Linked DNA regions of Zea mays: region 2 is linked to region 1. A link is a contact called in public Hi-C data. All regions are on one chromosome and are shown on one strand. Each heading gives the region's core, a stretch centred on a gene start, on an enhancer-like site or on the middle of the called end of the contact. The rest is flanking DNA. Distances are from core to core; before and after follow the strand shown. Region 1 holds the start of LOC542109. Region 2 holds the start of LOC103638936 (transcription factor GHD7).

Evidence for each region. Hi-C and Micro-C count contacts between places; a contact is called where the count stands out from the background.
Region 2: a Hi-C map of leaf mesophyll shows a contact between it and region 1, with 4 times the contacts expected there. The contact joins the promoter of LOC103638936 here to the promoter of LOC542109 in region 1. A contact is called at or near these places in 3 of 25 Hi-C or Micro-C datasets (bundle sheath, leaf and leaf mesophyll).

Annotation. Positions count from the first base shown.
Region 1 is chr9:120,690,529-120,697,979 of Zm-B73-REFERENCE-NAM-5.0, forward strand. LOC542109 reads left to right here and starts at 2,603. Exons shown (of 3, transcript NM_001279580.2): 1 at 2,603-3,066; 2 at 4,209-4,417; 3 at 5,084-5,952. The coding sequence starts at 2,796. The coding sequence ends at 5,551.
Region 2 is chr9:120,957,281-120,964,731 of Zm-B73-REFERENCE-NAM-5.0, forward strand. LOC103638936 (transcription factor GHD7) reads left to right here and starts at 2,955. Exons shown (of 2, transcript XM_008661727.4): 1 at 2,955-3,839; 2 at 5,643-7,451. The coding sequence starts at 3,306. The coding sequence ends at 5,936.

The DNA.
Region 1 (7,451 bases), core at 1,353-3,852:
TGTTAATCGTTAATGTCCTTCGTCCTCCGAAGCATTATTTCCCTTGGGATGTAATGACTTGCGGACGAAGGTTATGAAGGACATACCTTCATAAACTCATCAGACAATGACGAAGGTGATAAAATATAATATAAAAGAAAACATGAACAATCATTTATTATTGAGCATAAATAAAAATATTATTGAATCACAAGTGTACCTTCAATCGGAAGGAAATGACAATACAAGTGTGACGCAAAAAGCGAATGCCAAGTCAGCGTGAACAGTACGGGGATACTGTTCACCTATTTATAGACACGGGACACAGCCCTTACAAAATTACATTCATGCCCTTTACATTTGATAATAACTCTATAGTAGTCTATCGAGGTCTGAATAGCCTTTTCATCTTTAAGTCGGTTCCACTCTTTGCTGTTACGCCGAAGCTTTCCTGCTCAACACCTTCGGCTCTGTATCAAGCTTCGTATTATTCCGGCCTACTGCAATGCCGACTTTAGTCCGAGGGTACCTGTTCACACATTGTACTACAGAAATACTGTTAAATCCTGTTTTTGAGGACCTTCGGACGCCGAAGGTCCCCAACAAATTAATACTCCTTTTATTTTAAATTATTATGTGCTTTAACTCTTATTTTTATATCTATATATATATTTATATCTATATTCATATGAATGATGATAAATCTAGCATATATACAAAGCATATATTAATTAATTATTGTATAAATTTATTAAAAAATTAAACGAGTTTTATTTGGGACAAAATAGAACATCAAGACTCGTCTCTGTCCTAAAACGCATCTAGTATTTAGAAAAGCAGATAACGTAGATAGGAAATTAAACCATTGCCCCTATTAAAGGCATATGACACTTCACATACGTTTGACATACCTACTAGCTCGCAGCTTCAGGGGGTGTTTGGTTACACCCCGCTAAAATTTAGCCCCTGTCCCATCGAATGTTTGAACCTCCGTTCCGGGTATTAAATGTAGTCGGATTATAAAACTAATTTGTCAGCCGAAGATTAAAAGACGAGACGAATCTAGTCCAGTTGGTTGGGTCTATATTTCATACTCCTATTTAAAAGTCAAACGCTTGATGTGACCCGGGCTAAACTTTAGCAGGAGCAACCAAACACCCCTCAAAGACGAGAGCCTTGCTGTGGTCGTGCAAAGTCAGGAAATGATATCCGAACGAGTATATGAGAAGTTTATAGAGCCTAGCTCCATCATCTTTTTTGTTTTTGACAAAAAAGTTTTTTCTCTCTATTTTTCCCACATGTTGTTGAACCTGCTGTTGTTAAATGTGGCATATAGTACGCAATGTTATTAAAACTACGTTTAAGCGTCAAAACTCTAATTAGAGGTTGAAATTGTGTTTTGGCGTTCTAAACTGTAAAATACACATGTGTTTTAGACCATTAGCTACTTTTAGGCCCAGTCTGTTAGTGTCATTGTTTTGAACCTCTATTTCGAGAAGTAAATTTCTGTTATTAGATGTTAGCAATTTTATAGAATTTTGATCAAACTACGATTTGTTTAACTCTAAAAGAATAAAATTTATGTCCTTTTAGAGCTAGTTTGGCAACCCCATTTTTCAAGAGATTTCTATTTTTCTAAGAAAAATTAATTCATTTTCCATTATAAAAATGCAAATTCCTTAAAAAAATAGACTTGCCAAACTAGGTCTTAGAGAAGGGAGCATACTTGTGTGGCCACAAACATAGGCGGATCAGCATGATGCTTGGGTATTCTCAGGAATACTAAACTATTTTGACAAAAAATGAGTATGTGCTAATGTGCCTGGTCTAAAAAAAGAAGTATTTATGTGTATTGTGTGTATACCATTTATACTGAGTGAAATTGTGTTTAGTTTCTACGTCCAAAGATCCTAAATTTATACCAAACAAGTAGAAAAGTGACACAACAAACACTTCGATACCAATTTTGTCACAGTTCTTTGCCCCGTCGAAGACCTACCTGCACCGTCGACCTCCTATAGCCACGACGCCACCAGGTAAAGGCCAACCCTAACCTTAGGACGTTAGAAGAGATGAAGGACATATTTCTGCTATCATGACGACTCGACAAATTTTGTGTTCATGTTGATTTGGACGTTTTTTGCCAAAACGAATCTCACAAAAATAGACTAAGAAGAAAAATGTTTGAGTGACAGAAACCAATTTTAAGGTGAAACGAGGCATCCCACTGAGCGATGCACTGGGAAGTGGGAACTAAGTTAGGAACACTTGTTCCAGAAGAAAAGAAATATACCTCCATGTCCTGAAACAGATGGGAAACGAACAAGATCGAGTGGTTGGCCATTGCTCAGTGTGTCAGACGGTGAAACGGGCAGGAAAATGAAGTTGAAAACGAAACCACAGGAGACCAGAGGCGAGCGCGCACGCGGCCCGCAACTGTGTCCACTGGATAAACGGCCAGGCACAGAGGAGAGGAACCAGTCAGGAAGGGAGGCGTGCCCCACAAGCCGCTGCCCGAGTCCCCCACGCACACGTATTTCCGCGCAAGAATATCCGCCACGTGGACGGCCCACGCTCGCCGACCACCTTAACCAATCACCACTCAACAGTTGAGTTTAACCCCGCCTCCTCTCCTCTCCCCTCCCCTCCCTTCTTCATCTCTTCTCCTCACAAGGCTTCCTCCCACCACCTCCAGTCCTCCACCGGACCACCACCTCCAGTCCTCCACCGGACCACCACCTCCACCACTCCTCTCTCAGAACACGCGCAAACCGCTCGAACCCTAGCTGGTGGCGGGAGGCGGAGGTGGCTCCGGGATGACGCGGCGGTGCTCGCACTGCAGCCACAACGGGCACAACTCGCGGACGTGCCCCAACCGCGGGGTCAAGATCTTCGGGGTGCACCTCACCGATGGCTCGGCCATCCGCAAGAGCGCGAGCATGGGGAACCTCTCCCTCCTCTCCGCGGGATCCACCAGCGGCGGCGCGTCCCCCGCCGACGGGCCCGACCTCGCCGACGGCGGCGGGGGCTACGCCTCCGACGACTTCGTCCAGGGGTCGTCCTCCGCCAGCCGCGATCGAAAGAAAGGTCAGCTACCGCCCGATCTCCACCCCTCGATCATCCACCCGCTACCGCCCGATGCAGAACCCTAGATAATCCATCCTTCCAGCTCCTCCAAGCTTTTCCACCCCTCTTAATCTTTTTAGATGCACCTAGTGCTCGTTGATTAGGTGCCTGTAAGTTTTAGGAAACGGGTACGACTCCAGAGAGAGAACATTAATGGTGGTACAACTACCACACTGCGAGTACGACTATTCTATGGATATTGTACTAGTTGACTCGATACGTATGGTACTCGAAACTCGAGTTCAACCCCTAACTGGTACAATGACCACCTATGGAGGCCCTGTACTGTTTTAGTTAGGCCATGCGGATGCTTTAAGAAGCTCATCTATAGAAACTTTTAGAATATGGGTTATGCATTGTTCCAATCAGCGGCATCAGTTGATTTTGATGAAATTTGTCACGGGTTTGCGACGCTGAATAGCTGTGGAGGACTGGAGGTATAGAGAGATGCGTAGTCAGAGGTATAGGGCTGCGTTATCAGGAAGGATCTGCCGAGCAATTGAAACTGCTGCGCTAACTGCTGACGCGTAGTCTTATGTATGCCATACATGCGCCAATGGCCAAGGTCTGGTGTAAATGTGCTACTGCACTGGGATGTAATTACTATTACGCAGTGCCAAGTAACGGCTGTCCATACTTGATAAGGAGACACGTTTTTTCACATGTTATGGGGAAATAAAAATAAAATGCTTGATAAATGACTACCAATGTTCTGCAAGTTTTATCTCTATTGTTATTATTGCTGCTGATTCTTGTGAGATTTTTTATGCGAACAATGATAGCTAGATCTTGGTTTACACTTGGTGGTGGGTGGTAGCTGTTTTAGTTTGAGTCAACTGGCACCTTCTTCAGATTATGCCCTTTTTTAGCTCTCCTCTGATTTCGTGCTGTTTGGCTATTCTTCTATTTGTCAATGGCACCCTTCCTATATGATTTGTTCAACAGCAAAGTGGCGGTGCTAACTTTTACCATGCTCTGTTAATATGCTGCTGTTGATTCATTTCAGTTCACTGTCTTCTTGTAGCTACACATATTGCTGCCTGCCTTCATGGCTGCATTTTGGGCTTTCTATGCCATGTTGCTGATTAAGGTTGCTCTGACAGGTGTTCCTTGGACTGAAGAAGAACACCGGAGGTTTTTGCTGGGATTACAAAAGCTCGGGAAAGGGGATTGGCGAGGAATTTCTCGTAATTTTGTGGTCTCAAGAACACCTACTCAAGTAGCAAGTCATGCTCAAAAGTATTTTATACGCCAATCAAATATGAGCAGAAGGAAGAGAAGGTCTAGCCTTTTCGACATGGTTCCTGATGAGGTAACTTGCTTGGTCTTAGTCTTCATTTCTACACAAATATTGCTTGCTATGGCCTTGTTTTATACCTATGCATGTGTTGTAACTACATTATTGCTTCTTTTTGTAGTAATATTTATCATATTACTTATACTAGTGCAACTTTTTGGATCTAGTTCTGCAGCTTGTATGTTTTCCTGGCAGTCACTGTTTGCTGTTTAAACAGAGTGTAAATGGTAAAAGGCTAACTGTGCCATTTAGGCCGTAACGTTCCATTAAATGGTTGGACCGTTGAAACCATAAAAAATTGTCTGAACAGCTTAAACAGAATAAAGTTAAACATGAGTTAATGGGCTAAATTGCCGTTTAACTCACCGTTTAGTCAATAGGTAGATTATAACAATCACAGTGGCACCAAATTAATTGACATTGTAATTTAACTCACCGTTTAGTTAATAGGAGGATTATAACTATCACATTGTCCTGTTTAGTAGAGTTCGACTTCTTGATTCGTTTAGAGTGATTTAGAAGTGATTTTGTTGGGGATAAAACGCAGATCGGTCAGGGTGGGATTTTTTAGCCGTTTGGCTGTCTAGGAGCGATTCTCACAGAGAATATGGAGCTGTGAGCGCTTCCTTGTGGCTTGTGCTTTGCATATAATTTGTGAACTGTGTTCTGTTTGTTTTACAGTCCATGGACCTTCCGCCCCTTCCTGGAAGTCAAGAACCAGAGACCTCAATGTTAAATCAACCGCCACTGCCTCCTGCTGTGGAGGAGGAGGTGGAATCGATGGAGTCAGATACTTCTGCTGTCGCAGAGAGTTCTGGAGCTTCTGCTCTCATGCCCGAGAGTTTACAGCCTACCTATCCGATGATTGTTCCAGCTTATTTCTCGCCGTTCTTGCAATTCTCAGTTCCTTTCTGGCCAAATCAGGAAGATGGAGGCGATCTTCCCCAAGAAACACACGAGATTGTCAAGCCTGTTGCAGTTCATTCCCAGAATCCAATTAATGTTGATGAACTCGTGGGCATGTCAAAGCTAAGCATATGGGAGCATGGTCAGGAGACAGTGTCTACTTCTCTGTCGCTAAATCTGCTAGGGGGTCAAAATAGGCAGTCGGCTTTCCATGCAAACCCTCAAACAAGAGCTCAAGCCTGATCATCCCCTACCAGCACAGAAACTGCATTTTAGATGGAATCCTGGGCAAAATAAGCTTTGCTCTTTTTTCTTCTTCTAAATTTAAGATCACTGAGTCATAAGGTCACTGGTTCGAAGTAGCTTCTCCGTATTTGCGGGGAAAGCCTGCCCTGGTTTCTCTCCTTCATCAGACCCCACTCATATGGGAGCCTTCAATATTGTCTTTTTTATATATTTAAGATTGACCGTGCTCGGTAGCTTGTATCATGTGCTGTAAGTTATGCTATGTATGAATGTACCTGTAGTTTGTATGGCACGCATGGTATGCCACTCTTATGTTAGCAAAGTCATTAATGTTAGTGCTGATCTTTATGGTTGTAATTTTATAAACTTCTAAAAAAAAGTATAAGCCAGTTCTTTTCAACTGCACTCAGTTCTCTACCTGATGTTTCATTGCTGAAGATGCTGGTTCATCGCTGGCCATGCAACTCTTTTTCGTTCTTTCTTTTTATGACAAAGCAGCACGGCGCTGGCGACGAAGCAAGATTGCGATACTTGCGGAGTTCGCTGTTGCTGAATCTGTCCTATACCGCGTTAACACTTTTGTTCTTTTTTTTAACTGCCATGGTTTCACTTTATCACTTTGTTTTTTGTTTGTTGTAACTGTGTTGCACAGACTGTTTGGTTGCTCTCGTGCAACATGCTTGTGGACTACTCTTTCGGATTCTCTTGAGTGGGACCTTATCTTTCAATCCTGGTGTCCTCATTTCCATTCTGACCAAGTGTTTACATGTGGTTGGTGGTAGCACTGACAAGTGACAAGTCCCTTTCAGCTTATCTTGGCTATCCAACTATCCAAACACACAGGACACAATGCCGCTTTTGTATCTTTAGCAAAAGTCTTCCGCTTCGTGCGCGTTGGTGGCTGCAAAAGTTTCAAGAATCATCGAAGATCCTTCCGCAATTTATTCTCTCCTTTTTCTCTGGGGACCGGTGATATTATCGTTTTGAAAATAAGGCACGAGTGTTGCCATCGTCAGATAAAAAGAAGGGGGAGAAGAATCCGAACAAGAAACAATAAAGTTTTTTGTCAAAACGGAAACGTGCATCAGAGTATCAGACAACTCATATAGCACTTTGATCAGTGACTTCAGGATCACCAATTTGTTTGGTTGATTTGCTTTTGACAGCTGAGCACAAAAAACAAATGGCACGGCTGTTTCTACATTGTCATATTCTATTAACAGTTCTTGTTCACTACCTTCGGAATGGCCAGCCGTACCTATTGACAATAACAAACAGATCAGTTAGGGAGTGTTAAATGCACTAGAGCTAATATGTAGTTGGCTAAAAAATTGCCAGTGGAATTAGCTAGCTGACAAATAGCTAGCTAACTATTACCTAATTTGCTAAAAGTATCAAATAGTTGAACTATTAGTTAGTCTGTTTGGATATTTTTAGCTAATTTTAGTAGCTAACTGTTAGCTATAGTGTATTCAAACAACCCCTTAATTGTATTTTATATACAGTTCTGCACCTAGGCTATCTCTATCAGCTCTTCTATTACAACGCCTATCTTATCTTATATTTTGAACTCTAACTGTTTCCACTCTGTAAACGATGGTTACTACATTACAAGACAATATTTTACATGACCATATGCACGATCTGCTCGCCACATCCTTACATTAGCTACCCACAACCCTATATTTCCCTTCAGGTTTGATCAGGTACACTTGAACTCAGAAAGCAGAAAGCACTAGGAACCAGGAGGCTATGTCCGCTAGGAGACCTTAATCCTTTTCTCTGTACTGAAGTTAACTTATCAGTAGTGTGTGTTTGCCATCGTTGTTGATCAATCCTGTACGCATCATCAACGTGTGTTAGGTAAATTTTCCTTCTACGGCCGATCATGAAAGAA
Region 2 (7,451 bases), core at 1,705-4,204, 270 kb after region 1:
AATTGTTCTATAACTCTTGAAATCATGTAATGAATAGGGCATTGCGTCTATTTCAATGACATATTAGTTCACATTGTCTAGAAATTATTCATGGTTCCATTATTATTTGCGATGTTTTTGCAAACATGCTGAGGTCAGCAAACAACTTGCTTTGAAAGAATATGGAGACTGCAGAGATTTTGACAGTGATGGTAAAGATGTGGATTATTAAATGTGCAGTAACACGACAGATGAACTGAATTTGTCCCAATAATGTCACTTTGTATCCCAGTAATGTCTTGGTGCTTTTTATTTTGTTTATTGCAAAAGACTTGTTGCTTTCTGTTCAAGCTTCATTCGATCATTTTTTCTGAATTAGCAGTTAAAGTTATGGGAATAAACATGGGCCCGCCAGTTGTGAGCAGCGAGTAATTTGATTCTAGGAAAACTGAACATAAGAGGAGGCATGAAATGGATTTCAACTATGTGAAATGATACAATTTGTTTATCCTAAGAAACTTACAGGGGATACAAATTTGATCCCTCACTTTACGATTCAGTTGAGCCTTTGGAATATTTGGAAACTTGTGTTGCAGTAATAATCAGAACACTCACTCTTGAAAAAAGGAACACATTAGCTTGGAAAGGGGTGTGTTGTCAGTTTATTCCTGGAACAAAAACTTAAAATACCTCTGCAAATTGCATACCCTCAAGCTTAAATCTTTTTGTGGGTTGGAGAGGTTTTGGAATTATACTACCAGTTGTCACCTTATTGGCCTAATTGTAAAGACATATGGATAAGGGACATTTATGAGTTTACATTTAAGCCTTGATTGTACTTATGTGAAAATCTGGCTACTACCAAATTGATGTTTGCTTTCACTCTTGTTTAAAAATTTGGTGAGCTTAGCACATGTGCAAAAGGAACTAATCAATTCTATGATTTTTGCATGACCGGTGACAGTTAGCATAATCAACATCTTGAAGGCACTTGGCAGCATTAGCAAGAAGGACTTCGTTCGAAGACAAAGAAAGAGAAAACCTAGGAAGAAGGGAACATTCTTTTTTAAGTAGAGGCATAAAAAGCTTATTATCTCGATAAATCATGCAATTTTGTTTCCAGTTAAAAAAACATAAATGCAACCGTGGATGGACTACTAATATGTTGAAATGAGTACGAAAAAGGAAGCTTTTATTTTAGATATATTTTTAAGATGGTTGATCTACTGCTACTACACATGTTCGTACAAAGTTTCCTGTTCATGAAATTTGGCCGACATATATTTTCTTAGCATTCTTGAAAATGACCTTACTAAAAGTATCACAGATGGATAGTTCCATGTTGTCATGACTGTTTCCAGGAGTACATACACCTCTTGCTTGCTGCTCGATATTTGTCTCGAGTGTCACAATGTCATGAACAGAAACGACCACTATGCTGACCGGCAAAATTTATATATGGCTAGGTCACTAATGAATTACGAAATATTTTCTCATAACAGTATAACACATATTTATACATAAGTTATTGTAGTATTATATGTTTCCGTTGCAACGCACGGGCACCCACCTAGTGTGTGTATATATATATATATATATATATATATATATATATATATATATATATATATATATATATATATATATATATATATATATATATATATATATATATGTGTTATACTTTTACCGTTCCTTTTAGAAAAAAAAGATAGCTCGCGGTAGGCTCTTGACTTATTTACAGCCACACATGTATTGGCAAGTCGTATTGGTATGGCTCACCGAACATTACATGCTCCTGTGTCCGTCGGTATGTAAGTGGTCAGTGACTGTCACTGTTTAAAAAGCATATTAATACAGAAATGTCGGTACCTTAATTTATTATAGAGGTGGTAAAATTTTAAATTATTTGGCTTTTTAAGAATCAAGAATTGAGTTTTTAATAGAGAGTGCTTATTATGTAGGATGAAGTGAATCTATCATGCGTTTGTTCGCTTCGGCTGCAATTTTGAACTGCTAAGTATTATAGGCTATAGCTTTGAACTGCAGCAGCTTCAACCAGCTCAAGCAAATAAGCCTAATGTTATAGTAGGTCACTTAAAAAGAAGTTATAATAATAATAATTCTATAATTGGTCATAGAATTGGCCACGGAGTATTATGTGTGTTTTTTTAATAAAATCTGACGCATATGGTCGATCGATACAAGAGTTTCAGGGTTAACACACGCGTGTCTTGCACCGATCTGTTGTCCCTATATATGAACAGTATGCTAATTCTTTGATGTTGTAGCTGCCCCAGAGGCAGTGCGTTGTGGAGCGAGAGGAAGAACGCCCATCGCACACGAAAGCCTCATATCCTTTCCTTGGGAGTCAAACGTGGATCTCCCGCGTCCAAGCCTTCCTCCGCGAGTGGATGAAGCGGACCTGTATTTCCATTTTCACCTTTTGGGAACATGCAAGACAGCAACCCGAGTAGCAGCATGATTCACATGATTATTCTCCGCGCACCAACGGCATCCAACGACCAGATGAAATAATTTGTAAGCTGCAAATATAATATAATGAGCAAACGAAATGGTTGAAGGACATACATATATACGGGCCCACCTTATTTTCAGCTCCTGTTTGAAATCGGATTAACACAAACTCAAAAAAGCTATCTGGTGACGGCCGGGGTGCGTGCGATACTTTTTTTGTTGTTGTACAGTATGGTTTTCAGTAGGCGCGCATGTCATGCATAACGAACTTACCAGTTGATGATAAATGTTCCATTGTTGTTTTTGCATTTTGTGTAGCAGATTATATGTGAAAAAAAAGCACTCAACAAAAAAAAAAGGCGTGGTTGCACAGAACCACTCAAGACGACGTATTGCTTGGCAGGGGATGGCCATTGGGGAATCGCCAAATGATCCTGCCTTTGGAGGGACGAGAAATTTGGCTCCGGATCCTCCACGTAAGAATCCCTCCCATCCTCATATCTCTTGCTCCCCGCTCATTGGCCGCATCCGCATCAGCATCACGGCGCGCGCGTACTTATTCTCCCCCGCCCGCCCTAGCTGATCTCTCTCTCTCTCTCCCTCTCTTCGTTCTCCTCCACACACCGAGCCGACCGAGCACATCATCATTCTCTCGCAAGGCACCGCGTGTACGAGCTAGCCAAGCGGCCGGGGCAGAAGCAAACAAGCTCACACAAACCACACGCGGAGAGCCAGAGGAGTGGTGGAAGGAGGAGGAAGAGCGAGGGGTCAAGGGCTCAAGCTCAAGAGAGAGCGAGTGAGTTCACTCAACGTGCGGCGGCGGCGACGTCCTACGTCCTACGCACAGGATGTCGGCGTCGAGCGCCGCGTGCCGCGTATGTGGCGGCGTAGCGGAGTGCGCGTGCCACGGCCACGGCGCCGGCGCGCGGTGCGGGGCCGCCGTCGCGGACCTCAACCGCGGGTTTCCCGGGATGTGGCACCAGCACCACCAGCAGCCGGAGGAGGAGGAGCCCAGCGTCGCCGGCGGTGGCGCGGCGGCGGGGCTGCAGGAGTTCCAGTTCTTCGGCCACGACGACGACCACGACAGCGTGGCGTGGCTGTTCAACGACCCGGCGCCCCACCTGCACCGCGGCCCGGCGCCGGCCGCGGGCGCGGCCGGGAACGGGGTTGTGGCCGAGGCCGCGCAGCGGAGAGCGCCGCTGTTCGACGGGTACGCGCACGCTCAGTACGGCCAGCTGCCGGGCCACGGGCTCATGTTCGACGTGCCGCTGGGCCGGGGCGGCGACGACGACGCGGCGGTGCTGGAGGCAGGGCTGGGGCTAGGCGGCGCCGGCGCCGGCGCCGGCGACAGCAATCCAGCGACGACGTCCAGCGCCACAATCGTGAGTGCTTCGATTATCCATCTCTGTGTCCTCAATCGTCGTGAGTCGTGACCCCCGTCGACAAGTCCAATAATAATTTCAAAGCTGATATGCATGCGATTCGTGTTACGTGGTTGTGCACAATTGCGTGCGGTTAATTGCTTCATATGCTTGAGAGGGAGATTTAAAAGATCGAGCTACGTACGTCCTAATTTCGCTAGCTTAATTTGCATTGTACTATACCCAGATTTTAATTTGGCCGATAACACAAGTGATTATTGGAAACGTCAAAAAGCCGCCAATTTGTGGTCCAGCGTCACTCCGACTAGTAAGGAGTAGGACTACGTACGGAGCTAGCTAGCTAGTCCAAAACAGTGCACCGTCACGACTATAAGTCACAGTCCTGTCTTTCTTCTTTCTTCCTTCTCCTCTTCTACCTTTCCAACTCAATAGGATAAAAGTCACATTATTAAAGCCTGACTTTAGGCCTATTTATTTGAAATTATAATCTATCCAGACATATAATCTAATATATTTTAAACTAAGTGTTAGTTCAAAATATGTTACATCATATAATCTTGACAAACTATATGTAATCCCAAACAAACGAGCTCTTTGTTTATATCAACGAAATTCCTGGTAATCATAAGATCTGCATCAAGCCATCAACGCTTATTAGATCGGACAGCTCTACCTATATATCTATCAAACCATCTATCTATACATCTATCTATACTAAGAAGAAGGTACAGAAATTGCAAAGCCATGCATACACATTATAATTTACATTTACAGTATAGTATAAGAAGATAGAAGGGGAACAATCGCGGAGAACATCATCAGTTAATTGCAGTTATACTTCATTTGTTCAGTGGCTAGTGAGAACACTAAAATTAAGCTAGTATGACAACATGACGGAATTTTGATTGGGTTTACAATGATGCACAAATGAAGTGGAACAAGGTCCTTGCCCAAATACAAGGTTTTTCTTTTTCTTTTTCCTTTACCCTTCAGTGTCGCTATCTTTCTGACAACATGCTGATAATTACAAAAACTGGCAAATACAATTTTCGTTCTTTTCTCCCTTGCTACCGCTATTTGTCTATCATTGTGCTCACGACGGGCCGTGAAGATAACCCTGGCCAACAGGCAGCTACTCAATTCTCATTTCATGTGGTTCTGTTCTACGTACAATATTGATCCCAACTTCTCATCATTTCTGTTGAGTAGTACTGTCATCTCTTTTTTTTTCTGAAAAGGATTGAGTAGTGTTATCTTACTGAGTGCTGCCACACTGTAACCAGTTTCCGAATATAACAGCAAGTTTAATAATACAGCTGACTTCTGACGGTAAAGATCATTGCAGCCTGCTATTTAGCCAACCTATATAATAGTTAACTCTTCACTATTAATGCATGATTCTACCTCACAAATTTTTTTGTTCTAATATCCGCTTCTCCTGTCTCTACTCTTCTCTTTCCTCCACATAAGCATTTAGACAACTTATATCATCTAAACAGAAGCGATGTTATCTTACTGAATGTTGTCATGGCCCATAGCTCATCTCAAAAGCAGGAATCCATGTGAGAGAATTGGATCTGGGTCCTTGTAATTTTATTCCATTATTTATGATCAAATTAAGATGGCGCTACATGCATCTAGGAATGTAGTGGGTTCCTGAAGTGTTATGTGGGTCAGCTAGTCCAGTTCGTCATTTCTTCCCCTACATGGCTAACAACATGCATGTTGGAGTTTACATCCGATCCCTACACATGCATCGGCGGTGCCTTATTATGTTGGATCGACACGTACGTCCTTTTTCAGATGTCCTTCTGCGGGAGCACGTTCACCGACGCGGCGGCCAACGGCAGCGCAAGCGGCGCCGACCCGGCAGTGGACCGGGAGGCGAAGGTGATGCGGTACAAGGAGAAGCGGAAGAGGAGGCGCTACGAGAAGCAGATTCGCTACGCTTCCCGTAAGGCGTACGCGGAGATGCGGCCGCGCGTCAAGGGCCGCTTCGCCAAGGTGCCCGACGGTGATGCTCCCGCGCCACCAGCGCCGGCCGCTGCGGGGGGCTACGAACCAGGCCGGCTCGACCTCGGATGGTTCCGTTCATAGCAAACACCTATGTCGGTCACATCATTAGCGGACTCCAACGGAACCCCGGCCCCCTCCCCTGCCGGGCATGGAGTGCCCCGGCGGCTTTCCCTCGCCTCCATCGGCGCCCACACGGTGGCCCCCTCGTGGGGTGAGACAACCAAATACTCCCGTAGAGGGACTCTAATCTCTCTCTCCACTAATTAATTGTATTTAGTGTAAAATTAACTTTTTAGTATAATTAGCAGATAACAATGTGTATTATTACGGTACTATAAATATGATAGTATTTTTTAAAACTTCAAAAACTAATATATATATAAGTCAAATAACTCATTTAAAGAGTAAAGGTGAGGGAATGGTTGGAGAGAAGAAAAAATAGGAAGAAGAATGATTGAGAGGGAAGTATTTAAATACGAATAGGGGGATTTAAGAGGGGGAATAGTTGGAGATAGCCTTAGAGCATGTCCAATAGTTATGTAAACAACTTCCTAAATATGAATTTAAGAAGTTTTCGGGGAAAACTCTTCTCCAACATATATGTAAAGCAGGTCATTTAATTTACAAACTCCCTACAAAACACAATTTCAGTCCTACATTTACGAACCTCGTTGGGACTCCCTACATCAATGTTGGTTCTAGATCCATCACGAAAACCATATTTCGGCCACCGTTTTGTGTCGTCCTACCATCCCATTGACCACAAATCTATCTCCAGTGTCATGTGTTATCTTCATGCTATCGTCGCGACCTTCATCAATAACTTCGACCTTCCAAGACATTATAGAAGGTGTTGATGTGCTAGCTCACTTTTTAAAGCATGTTCACTTTTTTGTTGACGTGGACAATTTTAAAAGTTAGCAACCAATAAATAGAGAACTATTGGAGCACACATAATTTTCTACTCTTAAAGTGATTTAGCAACTTATTAAATCTATAATTTAGGGTGCTAAATTTACATAACGAGATGTTCGTGGGGTATATGTATAGTCAATTGGTTAATTAAGGGTACGAGATAAATACGCACAAAATATTAAATGTATATGCAATCGATGCACGAGTACCCAACTCTAAAGAATATATATATATAATGCAATTAAAATAACGAAAAGTCATAGAATGTTTTTTTAAAAAATACTTACTTTATTATTTATTCAAAATTTTATGTTATAATTTATCCTATACTAAATTATACAAAAATAAAATTCTATCTAATAAAAAGGACTAAAATAATATATTTTCTTTTTTATTTTTAAATATAGATAAATTAGAGCTTAAGATTCAATATAATGAAGTACACTTTATTTAGATAAAGTTTTTTGAAGTTGTGATTTTCAAGCGACAACTATTCACCTCCTCTAGGTGACTATCACTTCTTGACTTGACCAGTGCCATATTCACTAGCCTCTATCAAATGTCATATTATGTTGCATGCATCAACCAAATCAACTTAAAAGCTTAAGCTATTTATGGTTACATGCAAACCTATAAAGGATAACTATCACGCTTATGTATCAGAGAACAACTAGGTTTCAA